Regions from separate parts of the Zea mays genome. Here region 1 is linked to region 2. A link is a contact called in public Hi-C data. All regions are on one chromosome and are shown on one strand. Each heading gives the region's core, a stretch centred on a gene start, on an enhancer-like site or on the middle of the called end of the contact. The rest is flanking DNA. Distances are from core to core; before and after follow the strand shown.

Region 1 (4,925 bases), core at 1,988-4,487, 450 kb after region 2:
ATTTATGAAGGTACGCCCTTCATAACCTTCGTCCGAAAATCATTATATCCTAAGGGAAATAATGCTTCGAAGGACGAAGGACTTTACCGATTAACATTTTCTATGTTGCCTTGTTCTTAACTCAAAGTTATCAATTGTACCACCAGATATCGAACATTTAAAACTTACGTGGAACTACCCACATGTCATGCTATACATAATGAACCAGAAAAGCCGACCGTGTTATTTCTTTTTTGTTAAATCATTGCTAAACCACGTATGTACCTTATTTCTCTGTTTAACACAGGCCTTTGACGTGAATCTAACATACATCATTATCCCATTTGTTGTCTTGGTCACAATGTTGCCCCAATCCTCTAGTACCATTAAGGTAGCGTTTGGTTCTCAAGCCAGTTAGAATGAAACGGCTCCATGCCAGGAGCGGTTCCGTCCGAGAGATTTTAGGGAGCCGGATGGTTTTGTATTTGAGCATAATTTTTATTTTTTAGAGCCACTCGATCCAACATGGAACCAATATAATCCAAACAACAACAAATTAAGAGTGGGGCGGCTCCATCCTACCATACTCTAGAACCAAACACTACTTAAAAGGATCACAAAAGGGTTAAACGGGGCGAGGAGGAGGAGTGTTTTGGATTAGCCAACTCTAGGGTTTTATGATATGTTAAAGAAGTTACATGCTTAGATAGATGTTGTCTGAGCTAGAGGACTGATGAGCTCCCTCTTTTAATTAGGTTCTAAAGATAGTCTAAATTTACCCAATCTCTGGTTGAACCCTTGATTTTTTTTATGCTAGATCCTTGGTTTGTCTTGTGCTCTACATTGCTTTGCACCCTTTTATAGCACAAGGAAGAAGAGAGTTACATTCCTACTAGATAGTGGGCTTTGTTTAGCAGAGCTTCAACTACTCCTATCTTATCGTAAACATAGAGCATACATAGTGCAAACCTCGATCATGCCATAATGTCAAGCATGTTTTGCTAAAGTGGCAGATATGTCTCAACCTAATGGTAGGTACGGAAGTCCATACTATAGAGCGATGTAGTTAGTAAATGATGTTATTGTTTGTACTTTATACTACTTGTGAGTACATCTACATGTCTGGAGTAGCTGTAGTGATAGTGGTGCGCACCACACACTGGACGTGGTTGCACCTATGGCCTTAGTCATGGCGATAACCACTTTCTTAACAGCAACATAAACTTATCTTGACTATCCCACACCATGTGGCCATCGTGACTAGAGGCACATGTGGTATCAAGGTCGTACAACCTAGGATCACCCTGTCCTAAAGGGTCTTCTTCCCAAAACTATGAGGCACGCTGAGGAATCCTTATGCGGTTTGATTTTGGGTCCTAGTTTGTCAAAGCCATTGAACTTTGGGTGAGCAGAGGGGCTTGGCCCCTAGCCTAGAGGGCTGAGAGGCCTAGGTACCCAAAGGTCTAAAGGATCCCAGAATTTAGCTCTCCGTCATGGAGTGTCATGGAGTACCATGGAGGTCTAGCCTCTAGAGGGCTTTAAGATTTGGTCTCTCAACCAAGATAACCTAAACCTTAGCTGAAACGGTAATGTCCACCTGTTGCATGAGGCCTTGGATAAGGTTGGTATGAGCAGGTCTACTCCATGTTTTTTCTTCTGCTAACTATATCTTGAAGGTGTATTACTAGAATATGATCTTTCCTAAACACTGGCAACTATATATATTAGTATATTCTTATACATATTTGGTAACAACTAAAAGTGTTTAATTCCTGTTGAGCACCAGTTTGGGTAGCCGGACTGTCCGCCCCTGGGGCCAGACGGTCCGTGGTCCAGACTGTTCGCGTCATCCATGCGTGCACAGAATCAGTTAGGGTTCCGAATTTCTATGGGGTTTGTTAGCAAAACATGCGGGATTAACTCGAGAACCGACTTGTAACGGGTACAGACCTCCACCCTTTATATAGATGAAGGGGTACGACCAATTTGAACCCCCACAATCGATTCGATCAACTCTTCTTCTCGTTTTTACCTTATGCATTAGGAGTAGCCCTAGTTTAGTCTTCATCTACCTCGAATCTTTACCACTCTTCGACTCTACGACGACTAGAGACGTCTTGGGTGGCCTGTCGACGTCAAGACACACCCTATGGTCTCTCCTCCCCAACGGGGTCCATCCCAGTAGGCAAGATCTAGGTCTGTTGCGAAGAAGACTCTCTGCGCCATCGTGGACCGTCCGAGCCCGAATCCCTGGCGTAGACCGTTCGGACGTACGCTGAAAAGGAGCCGCTCCTGTGTCCAGGTCGCGGACCGTCCTCGTCTCCATAGAGAACACCGCCAGGTGGTTTATTCCGGTGTTTGGCGACTACATAGGTGCCGACAATTCCCTAAAAAGCAAGAACCATGATTGCGTTGGGATGTCGAGAGTACTCCTCCTATGTCCAGATTCCAGCAGGATTGCTAGCCTCAGCAGTCAGCAGGGTTCCTGGAGTCCTGAGACAGATGATGGCGTGCAAGGCGTTTGGATTCAAGTTCAGTTCAATTCGTGGCTCGCAAAATTGCAGGGAACGGACGCTGAGGAAGCGTCAATTGAAGCACCACGGACGGGGTGGTAGAGCGAGCCGGAACTAGAAGGAAGAATGAAGCTGAAGCAAGGCCGTGTCAATGTGTCATGGTGTGTGCTCCGAGGCCGTCCGCCCGCGTTCGGTTCGCTAGGATTGTGGCACCGCTCTCATTCTCTGAATCTTTCAGAGGAAAACTGAACAGATGTGTCCGTGTCGGCATGGGGGTAGCTTGTGTCGTCCGTTGTGCTGCAACGACAAGACTGGCTTGGCTGGCTGGCTGCCTGCCGTCCTCAACTCGCCTCACAGTACCTAGGCATGCATGCCATCGTCCTCATCACGACATGACCGTGCGTTGCGTTGCATGCAGCTGGGGTTCTGCACGACAGACATGTGGTCCTGATCGAGCCGTCGGGCGTCCAACCAACTTCTCTCTAGCTCTACCCGCGCAGATTTATGAGGTCGGACTGGAAGGAGTCGGTGCAGGCCATGGCCAGCCGGACGACAATAAAATTAAAATGGGTGGGGGTTTTATTGGTACGGCCTACGGGTATACGAGTTACTAGTACTAATAATTCTTCCATCATTATTTAAAACGCACGTACGTACGGGCCCGGACGCGACACAATCAAGGCCGTCTTATAAATACGCAATCTGGGCGGGCTCAGGCCTAAGGCCTAGGGCCACGGCCCTACTCGCAGCCTGAACAGGTTTTCAGTTTTCGTCCACGAAAGAACAGCCCCCACTAAAGACAAGAGCAGGGCAGACACTGCTCGTGGCCCTGGTCGTGGTCGCTCGGGCTCACAGCTCACTCCAAATATTTGGAACAATGCATATGCCAATGGGTCAGAATCGGCTTCTAGCTGTCGAATTCTTCGCTTCCAAGTCTGCTTATGTGACAATCGTTTTTTTTTCGGTGAAAATCACCAAATCAATATGGATGCAGAATCTCTCCCGCCGCCGTGGTAGGAGGAATCAACCGCTTCCTAAACCATACTAGCTACTTCGTCTTTCTGTATGCACGTGAGCTCCTTAGTTATCTAAATTCTCGTTACAACTAGATTATCCTCGAATTCAGATCCTCAAAAAAAAAACTCCTCGAAAAAAGTGTACCGAACAGATCTAAAATATGGTTCGTCAGACTTGTCAAAATTCTCACGACAACATAAATACGTTGCTATAATATTTATAGCTTTTCGTAAAATCGTATCTTATGTTTTTTAGCATTGGTATAGATTAAAATATCCTTCCTAATATAAAAGTATCTAACTCTACTTTATGTACCTTTTGTTAAAAAAATTAACATATTATATATGTGTGAGAGAGACATTTAATATTAAGAGTCTCTTTGATTGGGTTATGGCTGTGAAAAAAACCGATGTGAGCTGTGACCTGTGAAAAAAAACTGTTGTGAGATGTGCACTGCTAAAAAACTAAAAACTGTTTGGTGGAAACCACATTTTATCACGAAAACGAGATCGGATCTGGAATAGTCGAAAATCAAAATAGGAGTAAAATAAATTGGTGTATGAAAACGAAACAGATCAGGAATATTAAGTGAAAACTCATAATTTAAAACAAAACACACATGGTAATGATGGCTAACCGGTGACTAATCGACAGAGAAACAACATTAAATAAATAGCTACACAAAGACAACATTTCATTCTTGTTTTCTTGCTATTGGTGTGGATATAACTTTACAGCCGGTGGTGTTTGTTCTTTAGATCGCTTTTTCATTGAGGAGAGTCAGTGGCTAGAACGGTCTCTTGTGTTATAGTTTGTCACCTAAGGATATGAGGATTCAGCTAATACACTATGCATATTGGGTTGATCATAGATTTCTCAAATACGGAATAAATACGGGTTCAAACGGGTTAAAAGTAGGACCTGCAAAAACGGGCGGAATGGATCCTCTCCCTTTTTTGAATTTTTCCATAAATATAAAAATGGAGGGACCAAATATAAAAAACATTATAGGTCGGAAGGAGATTTTACATGACCACTACCGTCAATGTCGCCCTCGCAAGGCCACCCTCTTCCCTAGGCTCCATGGTGGCCTCAGGCACTAAGGCTGGTGCCAGTGGGGGCGACAGGGCCATCACGGGATGAGAGGCGGAGAGAGGGACGAGAGAGGGGCGAGAGAGCTGGAGCGGACGATGGTCGCGTCGCCCAACGATAGTGTGCCTATCGCCTCGCTCTAGCCCGCACTATAGAGCGAGTTGAGGCGGTAGTGGGGCGAGAGGCGGGCGATAGTGGGGTGATATGTTGGAGTAGAGGGCGAGCGAGCGAGAGGGATGAGGCGAGAGTGAATTGGTGGTCTCTGGTTCGTCCATGTCAGTCACGTTAGTGTCACTCGTACTAGTCCTTGGTGATTGTTTGGAG
Region 2 (5,491 bases), core at 1,696-4,195:
GGTAAACTTGAGATAAGAAAGAAAACCATGGTATTCAAGTTGATCTTTGGATCACTTGAGAGGGGTTGAGTGCTACCATCGTCCATTGGAACGCCACAATGTGTAGTAGGCAAGCATTTTACACATGATTGAACCACAGGATAAAAATCACCGTGTCACCTGTCTGTTTCACTTTACTGCGATTCTATTCTTTATAGCACGTATCTTCACTTATAATATTGCTCTAAGTTTAACACTCATCTTGTGAGAGCAATTAAGTGAAGAAGTCCTCTCTTCTCTCGCTCTTCATTCGAATTTGGTTTTGATTCCACTAATCCACTTTAGACCAAGTTTGTTTTTGTCGAGTAGTTTTTATAGGATCATCTATTCACCCCCCTCTAGATGCTCTCACTTACCCGACTAAGGAAAACAACTCTCAAGGATATGCTGGATTTGGGAATCAAGGAAAGGCTTTTAGCAAGAATCAACTTTAATATTTTGCAGAAAAGCTTACTAAAATGAGTCCTTACTTTCAACATTTTAATGCCAGATCAAGTATTAATAGACCTTGTTTGCATCTAATCTAATTTCATCATCTCATCAATATAACATTATTTTAACTTATCATTATTCCATCCTGACTTACGATGTAGGTCGGTGAGCAAGTCTCCATTGTTCGAGGATATAACGACGATTCGAATCGATTTACCTAGTTGGGGATCTCTATCCACACGACATATATAGCACTTAACTCTTGCATATGCCAACCCACCACCTGCTATCTCAAGCCAGAACGGGTTCCCGCCAACTGAGAGAACAGTACCCCACCATCTAGCCTCTTGCTAGGTGAGCACATATACTCTCACCATCTCTCCACTCCCATTGCGGGGTCGTCCTTTCTGGTACTGGCCAGGCTAAGATTATGCTTACACTGTCCCATACCAGGGCATGTGGCTATCGAAGTAGTCCTCGATTAGCAGGCCTACACTCGAGATAATTCTTAATCAACCTAGGTGAAACATCACCTATTCCTACCCCAAGTCTTGATTTAAGCACTTCCATCCTTATGACTTATTTGTGTACCTTAGGATGAATAGAACATCAAAGGGAATCTTGCATTAGATATCCCCATGATTCTGGTGAAAATATTCTTGTAGGTAAAGTCATCCTTCCTCAGAATAAACCCTGAGCTAGACATTATTGTAAAGGACAAACTCAACCTACAAGATTTATATCTAAGCAGGGCTAAGCAATTTTGTAAACATTATTTGATATTTCAAAAGAAGTATCTTTAAAGGCATCAGGATCAGATAGTATTGCTCCCTCTTCCGCTACCTTTGCAACTGTAGACTGTCTCAGAGTTGTCTTCATATATGGATCATGACATTGTCTCTCAGTTCAATAAAGACTTCAACATCTTGAGTTGGTGGCATGAACATAAACTTACATATCCTATTCTTTCTTTCCTTGCTAAAGATGTCATGACTATTCTTGCTTCTACTATATCCTTCTGAATCAACTTTTACTCTATTCTTGCTTTTACTATATCTTTTGAATCTAACTTTTAGTCTATCTTTTGAATCTTAGTCTAGTTGGTTGCGTGATTGAGGAGCGTCGTCGCCAGCTCACAAATGATATGTGATTGAGGAGCGTCGTCGCCAGCTCACAAATGATATGGTAGAGATTTTGTCATGTATAAAGGATTAGGAATTAGTAGAATCACATATGCACCACAATGTGGAGAAGGACACTAAAGAAAAGGAAGAAAGTTATCTATGAAAGCATGGTCCTTGAAGATGCAAGTCATGAATGAGTGTTTGAAAGTTTATTTGGATTGTAACTTATTTGTTGAAAGGTGGGCTATAATAAACTTTAATACTTTATTTTGGAGCTGGTTGTAATCTTTTTTCCCTTTTTAGGTTTTTCTCACTGTCAGCTTTTACCTTTCTAGGTTTTGCACGACATTGCACAACAGCTCGCTCGAAACCTAATTCAGTATCTACTTTGCTAAAGTTTATGCTCTTTTATGTGTAATATTGTGCTCTGCAATCTGTGAACTATAGTTGGACATTTGGACTTAATATTGTGCTTTGTAATTAGGATTCATGAGACTTGTAATATTATGCTTTATAATCTGGATTCTGAACACTTGGACTATAATGCTTTGTAATCTGGATTGTGATCTGTACTTGTATTGTATTGTCTGGATTGTGATCTGTACAAGTACTGTATTGTTGATTGTGATCTGTACTTGGACTATAGAAAAATACTTGTATATAGAAATACTGTACGAGAGAGCGAATATACTAAGAGCTAGTTTGGAACCTAATTTCTCTTGAAAACATAGAAATCCCAAAAATAAGTTTTCCAAACTAGCCTTAAAAGAAAAAAAGAAGAGATTTATTTCTAGTGTCGTTTTTTTTTCCAACTGAAATCAAGAGTTGAGATTCTTCATTCCGGGACGATGGAGAGAACTTATTCAGTCTTTCGCAAAGCAGAAAAACAGAACTGAATACCCTACCGAACACAACACGCACGCTACATCCTGCTATTACGGTTACAACGGACCGAGCTACTTGGCTTCACGCGAGCCCTCGCGGCGCTTCTCCGGGTCCCGGCCGGCGGCGGGGTCCCCGTGGCCGACGGCGACCTTGGCCACCTCAGTGGCCGGCGTGCCGGACCTGGCCTTCTGGTACAAGACAAGGTAGCCGACGACGCCGACGATACCGAACCCCACCAGCGCCATGGTGCCCGGGCCGTACGGCAGCGGGCGGCGGCCGCGCTGGTGCAGCACCTCTCCGGGGCCCCGGCCCGGCGGGCGCATCGACTCCTCCACCCCTGCCGCGCGCACCTCCTCCGCGCTCATCTTGTGCGTGTCGGCGTTGCGGCGCCACTCCTCCGTGCCGCTCTTGGCCATTGTTTGTTGCTCTGCTAGCTCTCCCCTGCGTTTGTGAGCTGCTCCCTGCTGCGATGCGGCAACAAGGTCTGTGCTAATATAAGGTGCAAAGCGAGGTGGCAACGTGGCGCCATCGCCATGAATGGAACACGTAGGGGAAGCACGTGTTGGACGTCCAGGCGACACCATGACCTGCTGTGCCAGACACAGACAGCCATATGGCTGGTAGAGACAGACGTGCAGAGTAGAAAGCGGAGCCCGGCGCGATTGTTGTTCGGTCAGTGTATGCGTAAAATAAGAATATAGGACGCACACGTACGATGCATCGACGTGCGGGCCCACGATACGTATGCTCTGGTCTTTTGGATACGTCTCGAGAGCAGAAAAACCATCGTTGATGGCTGCTACGGCAGTGCGACGGAACATTAGAAGTGTCTTTGCAACGCGATTTCGGGGACAGTTGGTTTAGTTGCAATTGAATTTCATTTTAATAATTATAATTTAGATAAAACTAATTAAATTCATATATTTATATATTATCTTAAATCATATGAAAGAGATAATTATATACTATATTTATGTTATAGCCAAGTAAGTAAAAAAGTGTGCTATAAGTTGTACATCGGAAAAATAGTATGTAAATCTATAGAATCAATTTCTATCTCTCACCTACATGAATTTGAGATAGTCTTATATGATAACTTTGAAAAATAGTGAAATGTCACATTCTAAAAAAATAGTCTATTTCATTAGTAAGATTTCAATTCCTCAAAATGAAATCAAAATGAAAGAAAGTAAACGAGACCTAATGTTTTTTATACGGTTTATATACGATTTACGTGGGTAGATGTAGACTAAGCGATCCGTGATAAGATTATCTCGGACAAAAGGCTCTTTATGGCGCGTGGTTATCTGACTAATTAGGCAGAAATCTGTTGGGATATATGGGTCCAATATATATATACTAGTTGATTGTCCGTGCCTTGCGACGGTTTACAATAATATCCTATAAACTATCCACAAAAAAATTTAAGATTTTTTATTGATTGATGTCTCCGCTCTTCGTATAATATTTTTTGATTTGGCTAAGTGTTGTTATTGTTTACTCCATGCAATATGTCTTGGTACAACACAACCAATAAAGTGAGCGATTAGAAAAGAGTTCACAACGACTGACTGAACGAACAGAGATTATAAAATGATATAATTTCACCATACAGAGACCAAATAAGAGAAAGTTTATAAGCTCAAGTTTCTAAAATAAGTCACATAAACTCAAACTTATAAAAAAGATAGATCAAAATATGGAGTTATTGCTAAAGTCAGGCACAATAAAAATCGGATGCGCTCCATATAAATTATGCTACTTCGTATCAATTACTAACGTTTAAAACCAACAAATAACCTTTCATTTTACTGTTAGTGTGACAAATCATTGTTGCTCCACCCAATTCACAACCTCAAACAACATAGAGTCCATTGCGCCAATGTGTCTCAGAAACGACCCAATACTTGCAAGAGCCAAGAGCGACGTGTCGTGCTAGGGCTGTAGCCTCAGCTCGTAGTGTTGGCCCGGCCCGACACGATTATATTTTTTTTATTTTACAAAAAATGTATATACATATATACAATTTATATTCAATATTAAAAACATCTGAGCATTATGTTCTACTGGTTAGATAGCTTCACCCAGTGTCTCTCGCCCTTCACCGTTTTTAACATTTTACGCTGATTTAATCAAATGGGCTAATGGGCTGGCCCGACACAGTCAGCAGGCCGGCATGACGTGCCTAGGCCAGAGTTGTACCAATTGATAGTAGACGCGGCCCGATCTTCCGTGAGATACGATAACTTGATTGAGTGGAGATCTCGACGTTGATGATCCAAGGCTCCGAGCGAACGGTTCCTCGCAATCACTATACCACGGCTCCGTTGGTTATCACCCGTGACACATGAATGACCTCGCCACGAAAGCTTATCCCTGCAAGCGCAATCAAGAACACAAGCAAGAACAGGAAAGAAACGCAACCAAAATTGTATTGATTACGGGATGGGGTCTCATAAGCCGATGACGGCGACACTGTTCGATGACAGAATTGATCTAAGCAAAACCCAAACCTAAATGTGGCGGCAGCTGCTGAATAAATAGAGTATTAGGGCGTGCGTGACCCCCTGGACTCGCCTCTAATGGGCTCCGACGCGATACACGGCCCAACAGACGGTGTCGCAGCACCAAAACAGAATCTGAACGCTGACTTGTTTCGACGATTCCCGTTGACTCCGAATGAATTTTAGGGTGGAACCAGTTGAGTCGGTTAGATAATCTCGTTATCTTTCCAACCATATCCAGTCCGTCGCAATCGGAGTCCGGATGCATCTTGGGCGTCCATTTTAGTGCAGACTGGTCCTGGAACCCGAGATGGAGTCGCAGCCGACTCGGACTTGATCTCCTTCCTGTTGTGGACGCCCTTGCTGCTCCTCCTCAACACCTTGGCCTTTCCCAAGTCCTTGCTGGTCCTCTCCAAGGTACCTAATCATCAAAACATCCATGGCCCCAAGCGTAAGCTCTGAAACACAATTGACTAGGGTAGAACGTACCTGGAGATTTAGCTGTCG

What was found. Hi-C and Micro-C count contacts between places; a contact is called where the count stands out from the background.
Region 1: a Hi-C map of ear shows a contact between it and region 2, with 1.7 times the contacts expected there. The contact joins the enhancer-like site here to the promoter of LOC100278520 in region 2. A contact is called at or near these places in 2 of 25 Hi-C or Micro-C datasets (ear and leaf).

What each region holds. Positions count from the first base shown.
Region 1 is chr2:167,869,059-167,873,983 of Zm-B73-REFERENCE-NAM-5.0, forward strand. No RefSeq gene overlaps it. Among protein-coding and RNA genes, the nearest start is that of LOC100282883, 21 kb to the right of the region's middle. Within about 2 kb of position 3,238, at least 16 of the 20 cell types and tissues checked have an H3K27ac peak or open chromatin away from gene starts, as enhancers often do. A contact at or near this core is called in ear and leaf, where this site is marked.
Region 2 is chr2:167,423,044-167,428,534 of Zm-B73-REFERENCE-NAM-5.0, forward strand. It overlaps LOC100278520 (F8M12.18 protein), which reads right to left and starts at 2,946. Exons shown (of 1, transcript NM_001151768.2): 1 at 2,409-2,946. The coding sequence starts at 2,896. The coding sequence ends at 2,552.